3 separate regions of the Zea mays genome follow, and all the other regions are linked to region 2. Evidence: chromatin contacts called from public Hi-C data. All regions are on one chromosome and are shown on one strand. The core of a region is the stretch at or near the end of the contact, and the rest is flanking DNA. Distances in the headings are between cores, read along the strand shown. Region 1 holds the start of LOC100191581 (IAA17-auxin-responsive Aux/IAA family member). Region 2 holds the start of LOC541897 (tonoplast intrinsic protein 4). Region 3 holds the start of LOC100191237 (putative glyoxalase family protein).

What was found. A called contact is a pair of places that touch in the nucleus more often than the background predicts.
Region 1: a contact with region 2 is called in a Hi-C map of leaf, with 4 times the contacts expected there. The contact joins the promoter of LOC100191581 here to the promoter of LOC541897 in region 2. A contact is called at or near these places in 2 of 25 Hi-C or Micro-C datasets (leaf and tassel).
Region 3: a contact with region 2 is called in a Hi-C map of endosperm, with 2.2 times the contacts expected there. The contact joins the promoter of LOC100191237 here to the promoter of LOC541897 in region 2. A contact is called at or near these places in 3 of 25 Hi-C or Micro-C datasets (ear, endosperm and leaf).

The regions. Positions count from the first base shown.
Region 1 is chr6:144,095,649-144,099,636 of Zm-B73-REFERENCE-NAM-5.0, reverse strand. LOC100191581 (IAA17-auxin-responsive Aux/IAA family member) reads right to left here and starts at 2,380. Exons shown (of 5, transcript NM_001137011.2): 1 at 1,929-2,380; 2 at 958-1,190; 3 at 177-276; 4 at 7-68. The coding sequence starts at 2,230.
Region 2 is chr6:144,260,588-144,264,502 of Zm-B73-REFERENCE-NAM-5.0, reverse strand. LOC541897 (tonoplast intrinsic protein 4) reads right to left here and starts at 1,469. Exons shown (of 3, transcript NM_001111563.2): 1 at 1,184-1,469; 2 at 772-1,025. The coding sequence starts at 1,325.
Region 3 is chr6:144,125,413-144,129,735 of Zm-B73-REFERENCE-NAM-5.0, reverse strand. It overlaps LOC100191237 (putative glyoxalase family protein), which reads left to right and starts at 2,920. Exons shown (of 9, transcript NM_001136671.1): 1 at 2,920-3,109; 2 at 3,207-3,411; 3 at 3,485-3,609; 4 at 3,718-3,782. The coding sequence starts at 3,016.

The DNA.
Region 1 (3,988 bases), core at 1,131-3,630, 170 kb after region 2:
AGTTACCAAGTCCAATTGCATCTGATCCTTTCATGATCCTGAGCCTGCGGCAAGAGTCAGCGAACATCCTACAATTGGAGTGAAAGAAAATGTGTCCGGAGAAAATGAGGCACAAATCAGATAGGTAACTAATTTAGTTCCATTTCCATTATTTTAAGTAAGATCAGTGTACTTACTCCCATGGTACATCGCCAACAAGCATCCAATCTCCATCCTTGTCCTCGTAAGTCAGAACATATTCACCATCCTTGCGGTACTCAGATAAGCCATCCTTGCCTGATATGGCATTACACCCATACTAACCTGTAAGACCAATAAAAGGAAAGCAGAAGAGAACCTCTTCTTGTACTAAAATTTCTACTGAAAAGACTCGGACCGCATTTTCATGTCCATGATTCTAAGAAAGTGGTGACAACTAATGAGATATTAGATATACAAATACAGGACAGACCATAGATCTCCAAATTTCAGAAATATATAGTGGATGTTGCTCTCATAGTGATAGTAGCTTTCTGGAATAATACTCAGGACCCGAAGATATCCTCGAATAATCATAACATGGAGACAAAAATTATTTTGCCTTACAGGAAATAAAATCTTTCTAAGAAAGACTTGATGCAAATGCAATAACAGAACAAGCAGCAGGGTATTTGTTTAGCAAGGAATAAAAAGTTCACTAAAGATAAAAAAAGAAGATGTGCCAGATTGTTTGTAATCTCACAATTACTCAAAACTAACGGTAAGTCGAAGCTATTGCTTATCCAAGGATTCAATTGTTTGTAATCTCACAATTACTCAAAACTAACGGTAAGTCAAAGCTATTGCTTATCCAAGGAATCAATTATGATGCTTTTTAAAGGCTTCTTGATGTACTTCTTACACCATCCACATCAAAATGAAACACAATTACATACTGACGTGCCATCCGGGAGAGGAGAGTAACCCGAGACATCTCACCAGTACTGAAGCCACTGAACATCTTCTCAAGCGCAGTCGACAGGTCCTTGTAGTTCTTGTAAGTCTTGAGGTCAATCTTCCTGAGGTACGGCGCGCCATCCATGCTGACCTTGACGTACAGGAACCCCTGGTCCTGCTTGGCCTCAGCATCCTCCTTGCTGCCCTTCAGCTGGGTGGTAGACATCGTGTTCTTGCGGTAGCTTCGGATTGGTGGCCATCCCACCACCTGAGCTCTGCACAACACACCTGGGCTCAATAATCTTTACAACCACGGAACGAAGAGGTAGATCAGGAGATGCTGTACAAAACAAAGAAATTTGGCGATTTTTGGGACGAAAGTTGCAGAGTTTGAACAAGGTAATGCGAAACCAAAATGTTATGTACAAAATATAAAAAAAAACAAATCAGGGAGAGCAGAGAAAAGATGAGAAGAGCCTTTGAGCAAGCAACAAAAGTGAAAAAAAACCCAAGAAAGCTGAAGACGAATTGAAAGAGCCCATTTAGAAAAGTAGAGAATTTGGAGGAAAAGTGGGATTTTAAAAGAACATAACAAAGCTGCAACTTCAGTTTCCCTCCTCTAGGCCGCAAGACAAACCGAAATTCCCACCTAAAGAAGAGTAAAAACAAATCGGAAATACCAAGGCCAGAGAGAGAGAGAGAGAGAGAGAGAGAGAGAGAGAGAGAGAGAGAGAGAGATCCCCTAAAATACAATTCACCCCTACCCTTTTGTTTCCCTCAAAAGCACAGAATTTCCAAAGATGATTTTCTGTCACAGAACCTGCAAATGTCATGAGCTCAAAAAACCCAGCAAGATTTCCCAAACAGTAGAAAACTTGCTCCCAAACAAAGGGGCAACAATCACAATCTGCAAATCACTAGTGGCGCCAGATGAACGCACTGGCAAAGCCCAAGCTTTCCCTTTTTTTTGTTTGAGGCAGCAAACACCAAGATCCACTCCCGAATCCACCTACTTTGCGACCGGCTGCGGCGTCGCTGCAACCTTCTTGTCGTCCTCCTCTTCCGCTACCTTCTTTCCCTTCCCGGAAGCTGCACCGGGCGATGGCGTCGGCGCCTCGTCAGAAAACCCGCGCTTGGCGCCCTTAGCCGGGAGCAGGTCCAGGGTGGTTGCGGTGGCAGCCACAACACGGCGGTCCGGCGAACCGGACCCCGGCAGACCAAGGCGGAGCTCGGTACCCTTCAGGTCGTCGTGGGCAGCGGCGGCAGCCGCCGCCGGCGAGAGGCCTATGTAGTCGAGGTCGAGTGGGGGCGACATGGGGAGCAGCAGGACATGAACCGGAGGACGGGGGAGGTGAGGAGTGGCTGTTTGTGTGTGATGGGTAGGGTAGCCGGTAGGGGGGGAGTGGGAGCCTGAGAGTGGAAAGGGAGAGTGGGAGTGGGAGTCGAAGCGAAGAGTGGTTTGTTTGAGGGGGAGAATTCAATCTATACTATTTTTAAAAGGGGAAATTTGGATTCATACCATTAAAAGATCACCACTTTGGATTCATACCATTACTATCTCACTTACATGTGAGTCCACATGAGTCAATGACATGTGGGATCCATGGTATATATCTAAAGTTTGAATCTTTTAATGGTATAGATCAAATTGTTCCTTTTAAAAGAGATAGAGTTCAAACAATAACACCATTAAAAAAATAGAATGTTAATTCATTTCTTTCATCGTTCTAACCAAAATTTGACACTAAATTTAACGTGCTTGTACTGGTTTGTCCCTCAATATACAAACCTAGTCACATGTCCGGGTGAAGGGACACAAAAAAATTTGATCTAGACATCTCATCAAATAATATAATATAATTAAAAAATAAAATATTAAAACATAATAAAATACAGATAGCAATTATAACTTAGGAAATTCTATCACATAAAGGTCAACATAATATTTGAGATACATCTAATCTAAACATCTTCTAGACAGTAATCAAGCATCTCCACATCATAATAGTATGGTCTGGAAAATATTTAAGGGTATATTTGGTTTAGGTTTTAGTGTTGGGACCATAATTAGAGGTAACCCCAACACTCCTAAACTCGGTTGGTAATCACCATCAGCACAAGCTGCAGAGCCTGATGGGCGCAATTCAGGTCAAGGCTCCGTCCACTCAAGGGACGCGATCTCGCCTCACTCGAGCCCAGCCTCGGGCAGAAACAGTAGACCCTGGCGGATTCACGCCTCGCTCGAGGGCCTCCTCAAGCAACAGGCGCACCCTCGACTCGCCCGAGGCCTAGCTCGGGCAGGCTTCGCACTGAAGCAACCTTGGCCAGATCACCTCGCCAACCGACCGTATCGCAGGAGCATTCAATGCAAGGATCGCCTGACACCTTATCCTGACGCACGTTCCTCAGTCGGCAGGGCCGAAGTGACCGCAGTCACTTCGCCCCTCCACTGACTGACCTGACAGAAAAACAGTGTCGCCTGCCCCGCTCCGACTGCTGTGTCACCCGCTAGGGTGAGGCTAACTGAAAGGGAAATATGCCCTTGGGCCATTTCTAAGTATTTTGGTGATTTAGTGTCTAACACAAGTGCTTAAATGTAAAATGGTGGACAAAGTACAAACCAAGGATAAAGGTATGTTTCTCAGACTTAGTACATTATTTTAGTGACTAATGTATTGTGTCTAAGTGTTGGAAACAGGAAAAAGCAAATTGAAAATGCATTGGCTCGAGCAGCCAAGTTTCAGCTCAGTCTGGAGCACCGGACTGTCCGGTGCGCCAGGCTGGCTTGAGCGAACTGGCCGCTCTCGGGAATCCACCGGCGACGTACGGCTATAATTCACCGGACTGTCCGGTGTGCACCGGACAGTCCGGTGAGCCAACGGTCGGCCGCGCAATCTGCGCGGGACACGTGGCCGAGCCAACGGCTAGAAGAAGGCACCAGACTGTCCGGTGCGCCAACGGCTCTCTGGCTGCCAACAGTCGACTGCGCCATTTTTGGAAGGAAATCGGGCACCGGACAGTGTCCGGTGTGCACCGGACTGTCCGGTGCGCCAGCCGACAGAAGGCAAGATCA
Region 2 (3,915 bases), core at 220-2,719:
CGTTAAACAAATATCGGTGGATTCAGTCGTTTGTCATATAGGAGATAATAAGTATGATTCAGTCCAACTCTTGGCTTTGGCTTTACTCGACCATGCTGTGTACTCCACTAACTAACTCTTCTAAATCTGAAAGGCCACATTTGATTGGTAGGCAGAAGCTCATGGACCAGATAGGCAGGTCAAATAGAATGGCATGGACTTATTAGAAGCCAGGAGCAGATAAAATTCACTGTCATATATACCAAGTAGACACAACCTTGGCAAAAAAAATATTTTTAGTTCATGTTTACTACTTTTTACAAAACAACAGACAGCGCTGCAAAAAAAATCAGTTGATTGTTATGTAGTAAATATGTTTCCCTTAACCCTTTATTAAGGGTCAAACTAAAACTAAACAAGAAAGAGTGAACTAATTATCCATAAGCCCATTAAAGACCCTAAAAGGTCTCCATAAAGCCTCTCACCCATTCGAGCCCGGCCCAAGTTGATTTGAGGCAGACAAGCATGGCCCGCGTCTCTCTACTACCGAAACAATAGCCATCCGACAGCGCACACCAAACATAACATAAATAGGATCCACAAAAACAAGCATATATAGGATTCATTCAACGACGGAAACCCACGATTTTTTGGTCCCCTTTCTGAGCTCTCTCTCCTCCCCCACATCCTTTGGACCGCGGAATTTACCAAGGACAGTAATTACTTGGAGTAAAATCACGTGGTACTCCTAGATCCATGAATCTGCGCGGGTACGGTGGAAGTGGAGCGTACCATGCCGCCGCTGAGGAAGCGGAGGAGGACGCAGGCGGCGGAGGAGGCCAGCAGCTGGGCGGCGACGTACAGCACCGCCCGGAGCTTGGTGATGTGGCCGCGCACCATGAGCCCCACCGTCACCGCGGGGTTCAGGTGGCCGCCGGAGACGTGGAACCCGGCCGTCACCAGGACGCCAGCGGCCAGCGCGTGCGCGATTGCCACCGCCGCCAGCGTCGCCATCGGCATAGCGTCGCCGGGCTTCCCGTCGGATCCTGCGCGCGTGCAGAGCCACGTACGTTTCATAAAGGGGGAAAAGGACCTGTCTTTTCCTGGCCAGAGCCCAGAGGGATAAATAACAAATAGGAGGGCGATCGAGTGGAGAGGAGACGGTCTGATAGAGGCGCGGTGGGCGCATGGTCGTATGACGTACCGGCGGCCATGGCGGCGGAGACGCCGGTGAAGACGAAGAGGAAGGTGAGGACGAGCTCGGCCAGCACGGCGCGCACGCAGCCGACGTCCAGTATCTCGTCGTGCTCGAACGAATCGACCAGCTTGTTCATGAGCTTCGCCATGGATGAGAATGGATTGTTGCGAGGAGCCTTATTGTTGTTGCTCCTGTTCTTGGCGGGGGTGTAAAAGCGCCGGTTGTTTATTGTATCCTTGGATGACAAAGGGCTAGGAAAAGCGCAGGGAGATATTATTTTGAAATGCAGGAGGGGTGGGACGTGGGCTCCGGCCTTGTGGCGCCTCGCCTGGTTTTATAGAAAAGCAAAGGGAAAATGGGTACCAAGAGGCGTGGGCAAAATAGTCCAGTTTTTTCGTGGCCCTGGAGGTCGCCATCTCAGCAACAACAAAGAAAATTAGAAGAGTTGTGGCGACCTGCACTATGCAGCAGTGTGCTGTGACGATGGCTGGTTACTGTGTGGATTTATATCTACCATTGTATTAGCTATTGGTGATGGAACTTACTATTGATCAGACTATAGGTGGTCGTCACTCGTCAGTCCTACCATAGCACTCCGGTAGAACAGCTACCATGCACTGGAAGTGAAGATACTACGAGAGTAGCGTGTATTTATCCTGACTATAGGCTAGAGGGTGGAGTATTGTACTCTCGGCTGGCGTGAAATCATTATGATCTTAAATTATCCAAAGATGTGTTGACATATGCAAGAGTTAAGTGCTACATATATTCACAACTGTGTATTAATCTATTCGGATCATCGTTACTTCCCCGATATGAAGATTGGATCACTACTCTGCATTGTAGTTTAAGAAGTGGAACAAGATATGGTAAAATGAAGTTAGTGAAGGACAAGTGATTGATCTAGATCAGGTTAATCTAGATTTATGAAAGTACTTAACTTTATAATCTAAAATATGGCTTAAGGATTTATTTTTAAGTAAGCTTTTCTGCATAAGAGACTTTGATTCTTGCTTAATCTTACCTTGAGTCCCCAAAACCAGTATACCCTTGGAGTTTTTCTTTAGTTAGGTAAGTCTCGCAGAGTATTTGTATACTCAGGGTTTTATCCCACCGTGTTGTTGTAGATAAAGACTTATTATGCTGTAGATAGTAGCTAAGTGCTGGTGGGCTCAGCCTTCTTATATAAGTATCTCTTCTGTACTTCATCCTGAGGATTGTCATTTGAGCTAGCAATGTATTTCAAATTTATAATTGTATTCATTTTTTTCAAAGTTGTATTACTTACAAATCAACTTTGTATTCACTCTTAAATTGATATTTGTAAACTGTTTGTAATATTAATTCTGCTGTGAACTTCGATATGTGATTTGTGTTTACTTAACCCTCCGATCTTGGTTGTAAATGGATTTTCCAAGGTCCTCCGGGATACTCAGACGGATTTCTTCTAAGTTATCTGGTACACATGCATAGTTGTCTGAGGTCTTTAAGATAAAGACAGGTGCATGTGGGCCATATAACTTGGGAGGATCTACCATAGGCAACCTCGTAGAAGTTCAAAAGTTAGAGAACTTCATGAAGATAATTTCAAGTCTGATAGCAAATGCGGAGACATCAAAATAGAAGATGAGGATATTGAGTTTGAAGCAGACCACGACAAAGTGCTCCCAACAAAAGATTATGAGCAAGACAATTAAGATCGATAACGGTTAGATGTCTCTATTTTATATCTTAATTTCTTACATTGCATATTTGCACTACTATTTTGCCGATTAGTGCGTACTGATTATTTTTAATTAATCCCATATAATTGATTGATCACTCATGTCTAGCTAATCGATTATTCAATATCTGATATCTTGAACATCGACTAAAATGCAAAAACTTTTTACTTGTTGTCATTATACTTGAAAATACCGAAATACATCAACCAAACATTAACCTAAAGCATGTACATTGGTACCACAGAACGGGGTACCCTTTACTACAGTATCAAAACGCAGTACCCACACGATTATCTCTAATCGTGTGCTAAGGAACTGAGTAGCTTGACCTAAGTCACAACTCACCCGAGGCCAACCTCAGGCGGGAGACACAGTCACGACTCGCTTGAGGCCAACCACGAGCGGAAGACACAGCCACGCCTCGATCGAGGCCAACATTGGGCGGGAGACACAGTCACGACTCGCTCGAGGCCAACCACGAGCGGAAGACATAGTCACGCCTCGAGCGAGGCCAACCTCGGGCGGGAGATACAATTACGACTCACCCGAGGTTGACTCCGGGCAGGGGACGTAGTTGCGACTCACCCGAGGCCAACCTCGGGTGGGAGACGCAATCACGACTCGCCCGAGGCCAACCCAGGGTTGGAGACGCAGTCGCGACTCGCCCGAGGCTGGCCTCGGGCGAGAAGCGCATTCCCGACTCACCCGAGGCCAGCCTCGGGTGAGAAGCGCATTTTTCGATTTGCCCGAGGGCGTCTAAAGTGTATGTCCCCGCCTTATGGGTAGATCTGGTGTAGACCTCTTCAAACATCTGGTCGAGTTCGGGTCGGGTCAAGGCTGGGTCATGGGCCATTTATTACGGCCCGTACCCGACTCGTGCCTAGTGTCGGGTCGGGTCGGCCCGTGCCTCCCTGTTTGACATGTCGAGTTGGATTTTTTCCAGGTTGGGACGTGTTTTTTTGGCTTTGTGTTGTGTTTTCTCGGGTTGGGTCGGGTTTTGGGTCAAAAATCACG
Region 3 (4,323 bases), core at 1,671-4,170, 140 kb after region 2:
CCATCTGGCTCGCCCCGGTAAACAAGAAATGATGGCACCCCGCGTGCTCCATGACGACGGCGGCTCTCAGCCCCTTACGGAAGCAAGGAGACGTCAGCAAGGATCCGACAGCCCCGACAGCTGTACTTCCACGGGGCTCAAGCGCTCCTCTGACGGCCACGACATCACAGGAACAGGGCGCCAAAACCTCTCCGACAACCACGATGGCATGTACTTAGGGCTCTGGCTCCTCTCTGCTAGACACGTTAGTGCATTGCTACACCCCCATTGTACACCTGGGCCCTCTCCTTACGTCTATAAAAGGAAGGCACAGGGCTCTCGTACGAGAAGGTTGGCCGCGCGGGAGAACGGGCTGGCGGACAGTCTATCTCTCTCTCTCTCCCTCGCGAACGCTTGTAACCCCCTACTGCAAGCGCATCCGCCCTAGGCGCAGGACAACACGAAGGCCGCGGGTTCCCCTTTGCTGCCTTTCCCCCTTTGTGTTCCGTCTCGCGCGGACCCATCTGGGCTGGGACACGCAGCGACAATTTACTCGTCGGTCCAGGGACCCCCCGGGGTCGAAACGCCGACAAATCTGTTGCACGCCATAGATGGCCAAACGGCGGCCCGGCATGGGCCAGACGCCCGCGGGCCACAACTCTGACCCAAGCACGTCATGTCGGCCTGCTGACTGTGCCGGGCCAGCCCGTTAGCCCGTCGGTCCATCTGATTAAATCAGCGTAAAATGTTAAAAAACGGTACAGGAGGTGGGCTTCGAACCCATGCCCTGATGGAAGAAGGGCGGGAGACACTGGGTGAAGCTGTCAAACCAGTAGAACATCATGCTCAAATATTTTTAATATTGAATATAAATTGTATATATGTATATACGTTTTTTGTAAAATAAAAAATATAATCATGTCGGGTCAGGCCAGCACTAGGCCGAGGCTACAGCCCAAGCATGGCACGACGTTCTTGGCTCTTGCAAGCATTAGGTCATTTCTGAGACCACATTGGCGAAATGGACTCCATAGTGTCTGAGGTTGCTGAATTAGATGGAGCAACAATGATTTGTCACACTAACAGTAGAATGAAAGATTATTTGTTAGTTTTAAACGTTAGTAATTGCTACTGAGAGCACCTAGAGGGGGGGGGTGAATAGGTGATCCTGTAAAAACTTAAAACTTAATGCCACAAAACTTGATTAGGAGTTAGCACAATAAAGCCAAGTGGCTAGAGAGGAGTTCTTGCAAAACACAATAACCACAAGGAGATCAACACAGAGAGGCACAGTGGTTTATCCCGTGGTTCGGCCAAGTCCAACACTTGCCTACTCCACGTTGTGGCGTCCCAACGGACGAGGGTTGCACTCAACCCCTCTCAAGCGGTCCAAAGACCCACTTGAATACCACGGTGTTTTGCTTTGTTTTACTATATCCCGTTTGCGAGGAATCTTCACAACTTGGAGCCTCTCGCCCTTACAATTTGATGTTCACAAAGAAGCACTGAAGTAAGGATGGGATAAGCAACACACACAAGACACAAAATCAGAGCACAAATACGCACACAAGTCACAACTTGAGCTCTCAACACAACTCAAAGAGTTCTCTACTCAAATTGAGCTCTAGTTGCTATCACAAAGAATCGAATGCGCGGAAATGAGGTCTTGGTGCTTAGGAATGCTCAAAGGATGCTTGGTGGTCTCCTCCATGCGCCTAGGGGTCCCTTTTATAGCCCCAAGGCAGCTAGGAGCCGTTGAGAACATTCCAGGAAGGCAATTCTTGCCTTCAGTCGACTGGCGCACCGGACAGTCCGGTGCACCACCGGACACTGTCCGGTGCAGATTTCTTTCCTATTTTGGCGCAGTCGACCGTTGGCGATTTGGAGCCGTTGGCGCACCGGACACTGTCCGGTGCACACCGGATAGTCCGGTGCCCCCTTCAGACCGTTGGCCCGGCCACGCGTCACGCGCGGATTGCGCGGCCGACCGTTGGCTCACCGGACAGTCCGGTGCACACCGGACGGTCCGGTGAATTTTAGCCGTACGCCGCCGACGAATTCCCGAGAGCGGCCTTTTCACCAGAGCCAGCCTGACGCACCGGACAGTCCGGTGCACCACCGGACAGTCCGATGCTCCCAGACTAAACTGTCTTTGGCTGAACAAAGCCATCACTTTTCCAAATTGATTTCTCCTGTTTCCAGTACTTAAACACAGTACATTAGTCTTTAAAACAAAGTACTAAGACTTAGAAACATACCTTTATGTTGGTTTTCACTTTGTCCATCATTTGGCATAGATTAACACATGACCACTTGTGTTGGCACTCAATCACCAAAATACTTTGGAAATGGCCGAAGGGCACATTTCCCTTTCAGCTACGAAGTAGCATAGTTTATATGGAGCGTATCTAGTTTTTATTGATGCCTGACTTTAGCAATCACTCCATACTTTGATCCATCTTTTTTATAAGTTGAGTTCATGTGACTTATTTTAGAAACTTGAAATCACAACTTTCTCTTATTTGGTCTCTGTATGGTGGAATTATGTCATTTTATAACCTTTGTTCGTTAAGTCAGTCGTTATGAACTATCTTATAATCGCTCACTTCATTTGTCGTGTTGTACCGTGACATATTGCATGGAGTAAACAATAACATGAGTTAGCCAAATCAAAAAAATATTATACAAAGAGCGGAGACAATAAATTTAAAATGTTGAAATTTTTTTGGTGAATAGTTTACGTGAGTATTGTTATAAGCCGTCGCAACGCACGAATAACCGACTAGTATTTATTATATATAACAGAAATAAGTTGATTCTACCAAAAATTATAAAATAAACTCATATAATGCATTAACTTATGACATAGGCACAAACACGCCGTTTATTTTGGGACGGCTCCACAGTCCCACCTGACAGGCACACTGATGGCCCCGCCAGATCCAAGCCGCGACCCAGACGGCAAGATAGAGCGAGCGACCTCTCGATTCTCCCCATCCCGCCGTGCTTCCCGTCTTCACCAAATCCTTCGCCACGATGGCGCGCCTGCTCATCCCCCTCCCCTTCGCCGCCGCCTCTGCCTCATCGCTCCACCTCGCCGTCTCCCGCCTTCCTCTCGCCGCGGTCTCCGGTACGCAGCGGATCCTTACCCGAGCCCTTCGCCTGCTATCTATCGACCTTGCGTGGGGCACCCCCCGTGTGACGTATTGCGGTTCCTGTCGTTTCAGCCGCGCGTCGCGAGTGTCTCTTTGGGGGAAGGGTGGTAGGAGGAGTGGTGAGGGCGCCCGCGAGGCTTTCTAAGCGCGGGTTGTGCGCCGGCGCAGAGGCTGGCGACTCGGCCGTCACGGTGGAGGCCATGGAATGGGTCAAGAAGGACAGGAGGCGCCTGCTCCACGTCGTCTACCGCGTCGGGGACCTCGACAAGACGATCAAGTAGGACACGGTGCTTGCGACGGATTGCTTTGCTGTTTGCTCCAATTTGGATGAAATTATCGTATATCTGTAGGTTCTACACGGAGTGCCTGGGCATGAAACTGTTGAGGAAGAGGGACATTCCCGAGGAGAGGTACACCAATGCCTTTCTGGGGTACGGGCCTGAGGATTCACATTTTGTTGTGGAGCTCACTTACAGTAAGCTTCTCTAGTCAAAATACCTTTAAAGCATCTCAGTTAATCAGATAATGGCACTGCCTGTTGCGATTTAACATGTAAAATCCGTTGGGTACTTTTTCCTGGCAGATTATGGTGTGGAGAGCTATAACATCGGGACTGGTTTTGGCCACTTTGGAATTGCTGTTGAGGATGTAAGCAGTAAGCTTGTATCTCTATGGACATTCTCCATTTTATTCGCTGACGTTCAGTTCTCTGCCGATGCAGTGTAATGTTTTTTTTTTTGTTTTCTTGAGTCAGTGATGTTGCATAGAGAATTATGGAGAGTCCATTTATTGCTTTTCTTTGCTTGGATAGGTCCCAAGTTGTCGAGGACATATCCTGTGCAATCACTCATTTTGGTGCAAGCGTGCAATCAAACTATCCAGAGCATCCAATCTAGATCCAACGGTTTCATATGGAAGAGGTTAAAAGTAAAATAGGTACTATGTTTTAGATGGAAGGGGTTAAATATAAAATAACAGTCATTATTAGATCTAGATCGGATGCACCAGATCGCTTGATTGCATGCTTGCACCAGGATAAGTGATTGCATAGGATATTTTCCCCAAGTTGTCTCACGCTTTAGCACCAAGCGCAACCTGTATTTTCTTTTACGTTCAAGAAAATAATTAAGCCCCTATTGATTAAGGGTTTTCATTTGGATCTAACCCGTCTAGAGTCTAGACATAATCA